Regions from separate parts of the Mus musculus genome. Here region 2 is linked to region 1. A link is a contact called in public promoter capture Hi-C data. All regions are on one chromosome and are shown on one strand. The core of a region is the stretch at or near the end of the contact, and the rest is flanking DNA. Distances in the headings are between cores, read along the strand shown.

Evidence for each region. Capture Hi-C pulls out chosen DNA fragments and counts their contacts.
Region 2: a promoter capture Hi-C map of adipose tissue shows a contact between it and region 1, with 3 times the contacts expected there. The contact joins the promoter of Kars here to the promoter of Ap1g1 in region 1. A contact is called at or near these places in 1 of 484 Hi-C or Micro-C datasets (CD4 T cells) and 1 of 9 other capture datasets (adipose tissue).

What each region holds. Positions count from the first base shown.
Region 1 is chr8:109,774,786-109,781,344 of GRCm38.p6, forward strand. It overlaps Ap1g1 (adaptor protein complex AP-1, gamma 1 subunit), which reads left to right and starts at 3,798. Exons shown (of 24, transcript NM_009677.6): 1 at 3,798-4,177.
Region 2 is chr8:112,007,705-112,014,263 of GRCm38.p6, forward strand. Kars (lysyl-tRNA synthetase) reads right to left here and starts at 3,650. Exons shown (of 14, transcript NM_053092.3): 1 at 3,506-3,650. The coding sequence starts at 3,564. It overlaps Terf2ip (telomeric repeat binding factor 2, interacting protein), which reads left to right and starts at 3,655. Exons shown (of 3, transcript NM_020584.2): 1 at 3,655-4,438. The coding sequence starts at 3,778. It also overlaps the pseudogene Gm6793.

The DNA.
Region 1 (6,559 bases), core at 2,548-5,047:
GGTCTAGTGGCATCAATCAGGCTGCAAACTGATGGAGTGCTTACTATATGGACTAGAAGAGAACTCCAGACTCTGAAGGTCTAGATTTGAGTCTGCTTTCTGCTGAACGAGAGCCTGACAGGGCTGTCCAGATAGTTCCGTGTCAGCAGTAATGGTGCCAACCTGGTGGCTTGAGCGCTAGCTCACATATAAAGGTGCAAGGAGAGAACGGAGTCCACCAAGCTGTCCTCCCACCTCCACAGGGAGCACCATACCCCCTCTCATCCTCCTATACCATACATTTACACGCAGTCATAAATACATAAGCAAATACATAAATGAATGGTATTATTTGTATTATTTGGTCTTACATTGTATTTATTTTGCATGGATGCAGGCATGCACCATGCCACAGCATATGCATGTAGGTCAGAGGGCAACTAGCAGAAACCAGCTCCTTCCTTCCAACATGTGGGTTTCAGGGATTGAACTTATGTCACTCCAAGACCAGCTCCTTCTCCCCACAAAAAGAGGAGCAGCCCACTTTACCTATCTGAGGCCTTCTTTCCATATTTCTAAACTTGGGATTGAAAAACTCATCTTAAGACAGCTATGGATTTTGCTGACCCCTTAGCCCGTGCCGGTGACTGCTTTATTTTTCAAAGTAAATAAAAAAAAATTAAAATTCATTCATTTTGAAACAGGATTTCATTATATAGTCTGGTGTGCAATTCCCTCTGTAGACAAGGCTGACCTTGAACTAACAAAGATCCAACTGCTTTTGCCAGTCCTACGATGAAAAGCTTGCATCACTACACCTAGCTGCTAGCTACTGGTTTATGTGTATCAGGTCATCTATCAGATTGGCTCAAAGATGCCAATATTCCTATGAGCTTCCTTCAGGGATGCAGACATTGAGGAGCAGGTGTGTTCAAAGATGTAAAGGAACTCAATAAGGATAGGAAAGCAGGGTTGGTTTTTAAAAAAGATTTATTTTAATCTCATGTGTATTTTGCTTGTAGTATGTATGTATGTATGTATGTTTGTATGTATGTATGTATGTATGTGTACTACGTGTTGAATGCTTGTGAAGGCCAGAAGAGGGTGCAGGATCCCCTGGAATTAAAGCTAGAGATAAGCTGTAAGCTGTCTTGTGGGTCTGGGAACCAAACCTGGGTCCTTTGCAAGACTAGCCGATGCTCTTGTGTTAGCTCTCCAGCTAAGGTAAGGTTTTAAACCTAGGCAGTCTAGTGCCAGAGACCAAGCTTTTAAATAATATCTTTGTGGCTTACAAGCTCATGGTGCATGCTGAACAAGTGAATCAACCTTTGTGGAAATACTTGTGTAAATTGTAAGCTACATGTACTTTTGTGAGGTACAGTGTACAGCAGCTGGAGTGGCCTGACATGAGAGCTGGGATCGGAATTTGGATCTTCTGTGAGAACAGCAAGTGCTTTTTAAACTATCAAAACATCTCCCCAGCATCTCAAATTTAAATTTAATAATACTGTTTGACTATCTGTCATATTAGGATAGTGAGATTATATTTACAATTTTAATCTTTTTGAGATAGAGTCACAGGTAGTTGAAGTTAGCTTCAAACTTGCTATATAGCTAAGGAAGACCTTGTACTCTGATTCTGCCTCTACCTCCTAAGTGCTGGGATTCTGTTGTATGCCACCACATCAGGCTATGGAGTAGTAATTTAAATAAAGAAAAGTGTAAGTGAAGAAAATGATAACAACAACAATAAGAACAACAGAGAAGGGGTCTAAGTTGCTCTTTTCCTTTGAGTGTTCAGCTTTTCTTGGAGGGAGGAGATGTTGTGAGATCAGTCACTATGCAGCCAAGGTTATCCTCCAACTCACAATCTCTCTGCATCAGCCTCTAAGAAACTGAGCTTACAGATGCTGCCACCACAGCTTCGTCAAGTCCTTCTTAAGAAGACATTTTTTTTTTCTCATTAATCCCAGCACTTAAGAGGCAGAGGCAGATGCAGGCAGATCGCTGTGAATTTGAGGCCAATCTGGGCTACAGAATTCCTGGACCTCTAGGGAAAGACTGAGAAACCCTGTCTCAAAAAGAAGAAGGAGGAGGAGAAGAAGAAAAGAGGAGGAGAGAAAGGACAAAGAAGAAGAAGAAGAAGAAGAAGAAGAAGAAGAAGAAGGAGGAGGAGGAGGAGGAGGAGGAGGAGGAGGAGGAGGAGGAGGAGGAGGAGGAGGAGGAGGAGGAGAAAAGAGGAGGAGAGAAAGGATGAAGAAGAAGAAGAAGAAGAAGAAGGAGGAGGAGGAGGAGGAGGAGGAGGAGGAGGAGGAGGAGGAGGAGGAGAAGGAGGAGAAGGAGAAGGAGGAGAAGGAGAAGAAAAGAGAAAAATAAAACTTTTGTTGTTTGCTATGGTAAACACTTAATTTTGGCCCATAAAAACTATTTTAATCTTCCATGTGGAAAACTTGGCTACCTTTGCCTTGCATCTCTGCTTGAAGATTTCCTTTACGGAAATTTCACAGTGAATTTGGCATGTTTCATGCATAGGCCTGGCTCAAAGTAATCTGCACTGTGCTAGCATTATGATGTTCTTCTAGTCTTAGGGTGTACCTAGGGCTGCCCTGTACAGATGCCCCGAAGAAAGGTAGGAGGATTTGAATTCCGTAAGCATTCTGCTCTATAAACCGGTAGGTATGGGTTGGAATATGTATATGGGGTGTGGTGAATTTTCTGTGTAAGATGACATCTTAAGGCAGACTCCATTGTGAGAGACAGTTGTAGTTTTTCTCAAGTCTTAAATCTCATTATTTGTAAACTTTGGTTACTTACTTTGACTCACGAGATTGCTTAGCGGGCTAGGTTGTACATACGATGGTACCTTATGATCAATATGACACCAATATTTAATAAATTTGATCGTGCCCTTGGTATCCTTTCTTTCCAGCCACTTGGCATGCTCCAGAAATTCAAGGTCAAAATTGTATGGCTAGACTTACTCAGCTCAACGTCTGTATTTTGAAATCCTTGCATGAAAAACGAATGTCTAAAAGATGCAACTTCCTGTTTATGACACTCAAATTTGAAACTCAGGATTTTTGCTTAGTTCCTGGTCTTTGGTATTCAGTGTAGTCTTGTGTTTTATTCACATCTGGGATACCTTTGTTGTCAATCTATCGGAAAGATTTTATTCTAGGTAGGTCACCTTTCCTTTAAATGGGCCAAGATATCAAGGATCTCTAGGTTCACATGGAAAAGACTTGGGTCACAAGTTAGTAATTATTTATCACGCCAGGAACTGTCTAGTTAGACTTTCTTTGCTTCAGGTCATTAGTTCATTCAATCATAGATGGAAAAGCTATTCTGGAAGAGTTTTAGCTGACATTTGTCCAGATTCTTTTTTCCCCTCACAGGAGGGGACTGGATCGTAGGTGAGATTGCCGCACAAGGCGGTGGTGCTGTGCTTGGAATCCATTCTTAGGTTTCATCTTTTTACCTGTTTTCGCAAAAAAAAAAAAAAAAAAAAAAAAAAAAAATTGAAGATACCATAAAACCCTAGAATCCAAAGCCACTTGGAGCATGTTTCTAATGTTGACCAGAAACCTCTGGCCAACGAGGACCACTTAGGAATCCTTTCGGACAAAACTGGTCACACCATGTCTATGCGCTTTCCCCTGCATCTCCTCTCCGCCTTCCCCAGCTCCCTCGCTGAGCTCCGCCCACCTCAGGTGACCCCCACCGTTTCCTGGCTGCACAGTTTTCCCCTCCCCCCAGAACGGAACCAAAGTGCGACGGCTCCAGGGCCGGGCCGGAGCGTGCTAGCTCAGACTCCTCGCAGCGGTGACTCGGCAGCGGCGTCGAGCGTCATCAGTGACAGCCCCGACCCTTGCTACGCTTTGAGTCGCTCTGCCCGGCGCAGTCGCCTCCTCCTCGGCAAATAGTCCTCGGCGGGGGCCGAGTCCTCGGGTCATCCGGGGTGGGAGACGGCACGGGCTGCAGTCGGAGGGACGCGGGGCGGCCGGCGAGAGGGAGCCGGGGAGCGGCGTCTCCCGGGGAAGCGCGAGGCGTGAGGTAGAGGCGCCCTCCTCGCCCGGGATCCCTCCGCCTGCAGTCGCGGTGCTGAGGCCGAGGGAGCCGCCATTTTGGATGTTCGGTTCCTGCTGCCACTGCCGCCGCCGCCCCCGAAGCTGCTGGTTTCCTTCGAGGTTTCGGGCCGGTGAGTGTCACTCGCGGCACCGAGGGCGGGTCGGCTCTTGGGCTCTGCCGCAGCCGCGAGCGTCTGGCCGGAAACCTCCTGTCAGTCCCAGGGGTCCGGGCTCAGCCTGTGGGGGGTGGGGGGTGAGGAGGACCCAGGTTTGGGTCAGGAGGGACCCGGGAGCCCCGGGCTTGCTTGGACTTCCTGAGGGCCGACCTCGGGAGCTTCAGAGCCGGAGCTGTCGTGCGCGGTCGCTTTCCTCTTCCCTTGGCGTGGTCTGGCCGCCGCAGGCCTCCTTGAACCCATTGACTTTCTCAGGCTGCGAGGCTCCTTTGAAAGCTCGCTCCGTTCGGGGAGCTTAGGATTTAGCGGGGCCGGGCCCCACCCCCGCGTGTCCTCTCGGAGCCACGTATCAGCGTTCTTGTGTTGGGGACTCGGGTCAGATCTGAGAACTCTGAGCATTTCCCACGCAGGGGCAATTCTGCCTGGTCCCTGCAGTGCCGTCCACTGAAAGCCGGACATCGGCCTCGCCTCCCTCTAACCTTCCAACTAACTTCTGGTCCAAACACTTTCGCTTTTTTTTTTTTCTTCTTCCTTCTTCTTCTTTCTCTTTTTCTTTTAAAGAACTCACCTGAGACCGCACTATTCACTCTCCTCTCCAACTCTCGGTTCTGCGGACGTCGGTTTCTAGTAATTCTCAGGCTCTTCCTCATTGCCTGGAACTGTCGGTTCTGCTTCCCAGTTAGGGCTTGGTGTCGGAGAGCCGTCGAACCACCCTAGGGTGTATTTCCGCAGCAAATGGGTTTAAAGCAGGCCAAGTGGCTTTGGGTGCGAAGGAGCTGTGAAAATAACTTTCTGCATTTCTTTCTGTTCTGAAAGCTGAGCTTTGGGGCACTTACTGATACTTTTTATTTATTTTTTTCTTTTAGCGTTATATTTGCTTGAGCATGGAAAGCTGCCCTTGGAGAATAATAATCTGACGTAGGTAGAAAGGAAGATAACTTTTTTGGTTCCTATAGGGATTAGTTAACAGAAGAGCGAGCTGAATGGTCTCTTAGTGACCGCACCCCTCAGGTGTTTGTATAGTAATGAACGCTGCTGACTTCTTATGTTGACTTTTCTCAGACTAGTTAGATTTTAAGCATCCATTTCCACCGTTGCCTGGAGTATTTGCCAGACGTTTGATTTGAAACCTGTGGATCTTCAAAGTAATGATAGCTTCATTAATTCTGTTCTTAAAGTATTCCTGCAGTCCAGTATGCGTGAATAAAAAACATTTCACAATAATTCACTGGTTATTTCCTACATTTCAAGTTAGGTGAGTGTGGTTGAATCACACCCCCCCAGCCCGTTTTATCTCAGCCTAGGTTTTTGCATCTGCAAAAGAGAATAACTTCTTTGAGATCACAGGTGACTCGAAACCTAAGTTTATAACTTGAAGCAAGTCAAGTCTCTCAATAGTTGTAAACTTTATATTGATGCTCTATTTAACATTTTTGAAGATTTATTTATATTTTTATCTGAATGTCTTGCCGGTATTTATATGTGTATCATGTGCACACTCAGTTCCAGTGGAAGTCACAAGAGGGTTTTTGGATCCTCTGGAAATGGAATTCTAGGCAGGTGTGAGCTGCCGTGTGGGTTCTGGGAACTGAATCCATGTCTTGTATAAGAGCAGTCAGTGCTTTTAACTGTTGAGCTGTCTCTCCAGCCCTGTGACGCTGCTTTATTCTTATCAAGCTTTTGAACTGTGAGAACAGGTCAATTCTTACAGGTCATACAGTGTCACGGAGGACAGTGTTTTCATGCAGATAGTCTGTGCTCTTGTCATTTGTTTTGAGAAGTTCCTTCAGAGCTATGTTAGTCTTGTCAGATATGAGTTCTGTGTGTTGCTCCAAAGTTGTTCCCTTTTCTTTTGCTTTAAAAAGAACTCGGGGCTTCTGTCTCCTTGCATGGTGAAATTTTCAGTTTTTGAGTTCACTTTTTGAACAAGTATTGAAAGAACTATCAAAGTTATTTAACTCAGTTCATGTTATGGTTTAACATACTGGGATTTAAATGTCATTCATTCTTAGATGGTTTGCAGTTTACCTTGAGAAAGTACCCTTTTGCTAAACAAATTATTAGCAAAGTGCTGTTCTGTGTACCACTGATCAGCACATATAGGAATGTCTACTTTGTCTTGGCTGCTGAGAATTGCACTAGAAGTTAACATTTGTGTTTAGTAAACTTCCATTTATTTCCTTCCTTCTTCCCTCCCCACCCCCCCCTGCCTTTTTTTTTTTTTTTTAAACATGGTTTTAGCTCAGTTGCTGAGGCTGGCTTTAATTTGTGACCCTCCTACCTTATTTGAGTAGCTAAGATTAACAGGTCTGTGCCACCAGTACTGACCCAGCTTTTGGT
Region 2 (6,559 bases), core at 2,400-4,899, 2.2 Mb after region 1:
TCATTCATTTGCTCTTGTAGATTATAAGGACAGTCTAAAAAGAGACCCTAAAGGTAGCACTAAAACTAGGTCAAAGTTGATAAACAAACCCCAGGAAGACAAAAAGAAGGGGAAAATAACTAGCATTTGAAATTCCTTATCTCAGGCAGGGTGGTGTAGCACATGCCTGTAATCTTAGTGTGGGAAGCTAAAACAGAACGACCTTTAGTTTAGGGCCAGCCTTCATTACATAGTAAATTTGAGGACAGCCTAGCCTATATAGCAAGATCCTGTCTCAATAAACAAACAAAAAACAAAAAAACATTAGTCAAAGGGGAGAAAGAGAAAGAGAACAGAAAAGGGACTACAGGGAGAAGGACTCTGAACTCATAGAGTAAGAGGGGAGTCTTGGCTTGGGCAAGAGAGCTCTGTTTCTTTAGCACGTCCAGAGACTTAGCCAGCTAAAAGACCCTGAAGGAAAGATTCTGCTCCTGGAGCAATAAAGAAGGTAATGGGCACCAACCTTCTTCTATCAGAAAGTGGCTGGTCCTTGTGGAGCGTTGTGAAAGGAGCAAGGTGGCCCAGTCGAAGTTCCCTCTGACCCCATTCTGCCCATGAGGTTTGGCGCAGGGCCCCCCTAACAAGCCTGACAGCAGCTTGCATCAACATGGCGGAACACCCTGGAACTACTGATTACCACCACCTAGCAGGAAACAGAGACGTGTAGTCAGAGGGGACCAATAGCATACACCCGCTCCTCCCGCACTCCTGGGGAGGGGAGCCATGATTTGTACTAACGTGCAATGTCCCTCTGAACTTCAGTCCCTCCTGACTAACATCTGCAATGTTCTTAGTCCTGTCATAGAAAAAAACAAAACGTTTCATATCTGGGATTCGAAACCCAAATGCCAGCTGGAGAGAGATGGCTCAGTGGTTAAGAGCACTGACTGCTCTTCTGAAGGTCCTGAGTTCAAATCCCAGCAATCACATGGTGGCTCACAACCATCCGTAATGAGATTTGAGGCCCTCTTATGGGGTGTCTGATGACAGCTACAGTGTACGCACATATAATAAATAAATCTTAAAAACAAAACAAAACAAAACAAAAACCCCAAATGCAAGTCAATAGCCTAGCTGCAGAAATGCTCACAACTTCCTACAGTGTGGACGGCAACATGTGGGGCTCTGAAGTGTGGTCTCTCCCATGAGGATGGACTCCTGGCAACAGGATGATAATGAAAATGCCAAATGCAGATTTTAGACAGGCCTAGCTACTTGGGAGCTTGGGAAGGAACATGTGAGGGAAGGGCAGGTCCTCAGACACCATGTTTACTTGTTATCAACACGATGGCCTCAGAGCTACCAGGATCACACTCTACTGTGTTTCAGTAACTTGAGGAATCTTTCATTTGAGAATAAGTGATTTGGGCAGACAGACCATCTGTTTTTAACTTTGGGGGACTTTCTGGAATAAAACAGTCCTCAGGAAAAAAACTTCAAGAAATGCCAAGGACAATTAGGAAAAAGAAGGGGATATCATATTATTCACATGCACAAAAATTATTTTAGCTGGGAACGTAAAAACTGGTTCATTTTAAAGCCAGCTCGCCGGGCGTGGTGGCGCACGCCTTTAATCCCAGCACAGAGGCAGAGGCAGGCGGATTTCTGAGTTCGAGGCTAGCCTGGTCTACAAAGTGAGTTCCAGGACAGCCAGGGATATACAGAGAAACCCTGTCTCGAAAAAAAAAAAAAAAAAAAAAAAAGCCAGCTTGTGGTGGTACAAACACTTTGGAGGCAAGTAGATCTAGATCTCTTAGTTTGAGGCTAGCCTGGTCTAGGGCAGCCTGTGAGTTCTACACAGGGAAACCCTGTCTTATAAAAACAAAAAACAAACAAAACTACCTGATTTCATTAGGCAACCGAGGATCACAGATTTGGTATAGACTTCCCTTCAGATATCTGTCCCAGTGCTTCAGAGCAATGCTAGGAAGCACACGAGGAACATATATTTTCATTAGCAGTACCCCGGAAATCAAGAGCCTTGTGCATGGAAGCAGCCATTAAGCCACACCCACAACCGCTGGGAACTCCCATTTTCTCATAAACCCAGGGCCGTAGTTTCTGACTTGGAAATGTGGGCATGAACATTTCTCTTGCAAGATTACTACTGAGATTAGACAAAGTTTGTATAGTGCCAGCGTGGTGTTTAACGGGTAAATTAAAGTCAAAGGTATATTTAAGAAAAGTAACTTGAGGGCTGGGTGTGGTGGTGCACACCTTTGATCCCAGCACTAGGGAGGCAGAGGCAGGCAGATTTCTGAGCTCGAGGCCAGCCTGGTCTACAAAGTGAGTTCCAGGACAGCCAGGGCGCCAGGGCTACACAGAGAAATCCTGTCTCGAAAAACCAAAAAAAAAAAGAAAAGAAAGAAAGAAAAGTGACTTGAAAGCAGCAGTAAGGCTTCCTTAAATTACCTGAAAACTGAGGTACTTTCTTTCGCTTGTGACTCAAAATTCCAACTACTGATTTAATAAACTCACCCATCCTCCGCTAAGGAATCCACTAAACTGCTCACACAAAGGACAACCAACCAGGGAGCCTGCAACCCATAAATTTAAACATTTTCTTTAAAATCCTTCTAAACCACACAAAGCAGAAACACAGCCATAAAAAGGAAACCCAGTTATTATCTAGAAGGTTTCTGGTATTTCCCTCGGGGATCAATAAGGGGATTTATTTATTGCTAGGGTACTAACGAAAGCAGCCATGGTATGTGACAGCTTAAACTAGTTATTTCCTACAGCTTTGGAGGGTACTATGTAGTTCCAGGCACTAAGAAGACATTCAAGTCATTGCTAGTGTTCTGTGGGTCAAGTGGACTAGAGTGTAGTCCTAAAAGCAACCAGTTAAAGGGAGGGTAATCTTATCTGCCTACTCAATTCTGGGATTTGGAGTGTTTTACAAAGATACCCCCAGCAGTGCAAAGGGAGCCTGGTGTATCCCGCTAAATAAGGCCACTTGCTCCCGTGTCACAGATCCTTTGAGTGACACATATGGGTAGGTACACTATTGTTTCAGAACGTACCCCCTTTTAACACCCAAGGTGCAGAATAACCTTGGATAGGCCAAGGATAATGTAAAGGTTCTTCTTTTAAGAACAAAGATATTTAACCATTTTCCAGTCTATCCGTTGGGGGAGTGGTTCAATTAAAAGAGCATTTCTTAGAAGGTAGGGAAAAGTTAGTTTCACTTTTCTTTGCTACCATTCCCGGTTTCTGTGCTGGCTTTCCCTAGGTATGCTCGTCCCTACGGCTAGGACCAGGGAACCCATCAGCCACGCAGTTGATCCTCCTGGGGCATCCTGGAGGCTGTAGGTTCTACGGCACTGCATCTCTGTCCCAGCATGTGCTCACCCACCGGAAAAGACAAGAGGGACCCCAGGCACAGTCGCCTTGGCGGGAAAACTCCAGGCACTTCCCATCGGAACACTGCAACAAGAGACACTTAGAGATCTTCAACGACACTTACTTCTTGCTTAGTTTCTGCTCGCCATCCACTTTGACTTCACTCTCCTGCAGCGTGGCCATCTTCCCCACTGGCCCGACCCAGAAAAAAAAAAATTATGACTAGCGTAGAACTAGAACTTCCAGGTCGTGGCTCTAAGTCCTGCCTCTTCCGGGAAAGAGGGCGGGCCCTCGGCCGGACTCTCGCTGCGCAGGCGCAGTGCTGGGCTCCTCCGGCGGAGAGTCCGTCTTAGTGGTGTCGTTTCTGCGCTTTACTTGTACAGCGGGGCGACAGGTATGGCGGAGGCGATGGATCTGGGTAAAGACCCCAATGGGCCCACTCACTCCTCCACTCTGTTCGTGAGAGAAGACGGCAGCGCCATGTCGTTTTACGTGCGGCCCAGCTCGGCCAAGCGCCGGCTGTCGACGCTCATCCTGCACGGCGGCGGCACCGTGTGTCGGGTGCAGGAACCCGGAGCCGTGCTTCTCGCCCAGCCCGGGGAGGCGCTGGCCGAGGCTTCGGGCGACTTCATCTCCACGCAGTACATCCTAGACTGCGTGGATCGCAACGAGAAGCTGGACCTGGAGGCCTATCGGCTGGGCCTGACGGAGCAGGCGTCCGATCCGAAGCCCGGGGCTTCCACCGAGGGCTCCACGGAACCGGAGCCGCAGCCCCTGACCGGGCGCATCGCCTACACCGACGCGGAAGATGTGGCCATCCTGACCTACGTGAAGGAGAACGCCCGTTCGCCCAGCTCGGTCACAGGCAATGCCTTGTGGAAAGCGATGGAGAAGAGCTCGCTCACGCAGCACTCCTGGCAGTCGCTCAAGGACCGCTACCTCAAGCACCTACGGGGTCAGGAGCACAAGTACCTGCTCGGGAACGCCCCGGTCAGCCCGTCCTCCCAGAAGCTCAAACGGAAGGCGGAGCAGGACCCCGAGGCCGCGGATAGCGGAGGTGAGGCCGGCACCTTCGGGGCTCCGGGGGGCGGGGCTGCCTGCCTGTCAGCGAGCGTCTTTTTGGGCGCCGTGGGTGGCATAGCTCAGCCCCTCTTCTCTGTTGAGGTCCGAAGCGAAAGTGCACCGTTTCCTCTTATCCCTTGTTTTCTGGTTTTAATTTGTCTTTTCATTTAACTTTTCCTTCCCGTTGACTGGATGTTTGTTCGTTGATGGATTTGGGTTTGGGAGGGCGGGGAACTTGAGTCTCTTCGCTGTGTCGCCCAGGCTGTCCCCAAACTCTATGCCTGAAATATTCTCCTGCCTTCGGAGTGACTGAGACTACGGAACAGTAACTAGTTTACAAAAACGGCTCTGTGTTCAAAAGGAACACAGTACAGTATATATGGAAATCTTCTACCCTTCCTACCCACCATACCCAGGAGGTAACAGGGTAACCTGTTTCTGTTTTCAGAAATTTCAAAGATATTTTCCCTTCCCCCTTTTTCCTTCCTTCCTTCCTCCTCTCCTTTTCTCCTTTTCCTCCACCTCTTCTTGCGCCTCCTCCTCCTCCTCCTCCTCTTCTTCTCATCCTCCATCTTTTTTATTTGAGAAAAGGCCCCTGGCCGTTCATTTTAAGATATTGCCTATATTCTGGTCTTACTCAATATAAACTATGTGAATGGCATGGCAGGTCAGTTTACTTTCCGTATTTTGGCTTAACTGAATGTACTTCTATATAAAGAGGAAAGTTGCTTTGTGGTCTTCTTAGGTGAGGTGAATTTCTAAGCACTTGAGGTTAAGATCTGGCTGTGATTAGTGTATAGTACAAAGGTGTCGCTTTTTTTACTTAGGTCGTGTTGTAAGTTTGTTTTTTGAGACAGCCAGGCTGGCCTCCCAAGTCTAGGCAATCCTCTTACCTCAGTCTCTAGAGTGCTGGAATCACACAGCTGAGCCACCATGCCTGGCTAAGATATCTGCCTTTTCTGTAACCAGTATTGACAGCTTAAATGGCAGACATTTTTGACTTTAAGGCATGCTTTCTCCATTTGGGCTGTGTGTGTGTGTGTGTGTGTGTGTGGGGAGGTAAAATCTATTTCTCTAGTTCAGCATGCTTAAAGAGCACTGAGTGCTCTTCCAGAGGTCTGAGTTCACTTCCCAGCTCACAGCCATCCTTAGTGGGAGCTGATGCCCTCTCCTGGTGTGTCTGTAGACAGCTACAGTGCGCTGTCAGTGTGCCAGTCTCTTGCTCTCCAGGTTCCTGAGTATTCTCTTTGCTCTGCCTCCCCCTTCCCTCCTCCCTCTTTTCTTCTCCCTTCTTTCCTCCCCCTCTCCTCTCATGGCCCAGTTTAGTGTGGACCCTTCCAGATGCCTCTGGCTACACTCTCCCTCATATCTACAATAAACCTCCACCATACTTAAAATCCTCGTGTCCTCATTTATTTCTTTTTTTTTTTTTAAATTCCTTAATTTTTATTCCTGGTACCACTACCACAATTTACAGGGCAATATACCTGATGTAATGAAAAGAAAAAGAAAAAGACAAAGCTACAACAGATAAAAGACCTCAGGAATGTACATCTAATTGACACTACATTGCATTAATCAATAGCTGCACTTTTTGCAAACTGTGGCTATGACAGTCCTGAACAAGAAGGGTTTCCTGTTTAAGCTGCAGTAACTTTTCTGACTATGGATCATCGTTCCTTCTGTGGCAGATTTTTACAGTTCCTCTAATGCATTTGGGACGACTGTCTCAAAGTAACCTGCAGCTTTCCTGACAACTCCTCGCTCTCTCTCCTGCTAAGAACTGTAGCCGTTTCTGTTTTATTTTAAAACCTTCTGCTACCATATCCACCACTTCCACCTCCAGATCCATAGCCACCACCATAGGGACTGCCTGAGCTTCTTCCACCAAAACTGCCCCCCTTCATGGGTCCATAATTTGATTGTTGCTGTCCACTATAATTTCCAAAGTCATTATAGTTTCCACCACCACCATAGTTACCTCCACCAAAATTTCCTCCTTCATTGTAACCATCATAGCCTCCTCCTCCACCACCATATCCACCACCCTGGTTTCCATATCCTGGTCCACCACCTCCATAACCTCCTCTACTACTGTAACCAGGACCACCACCAT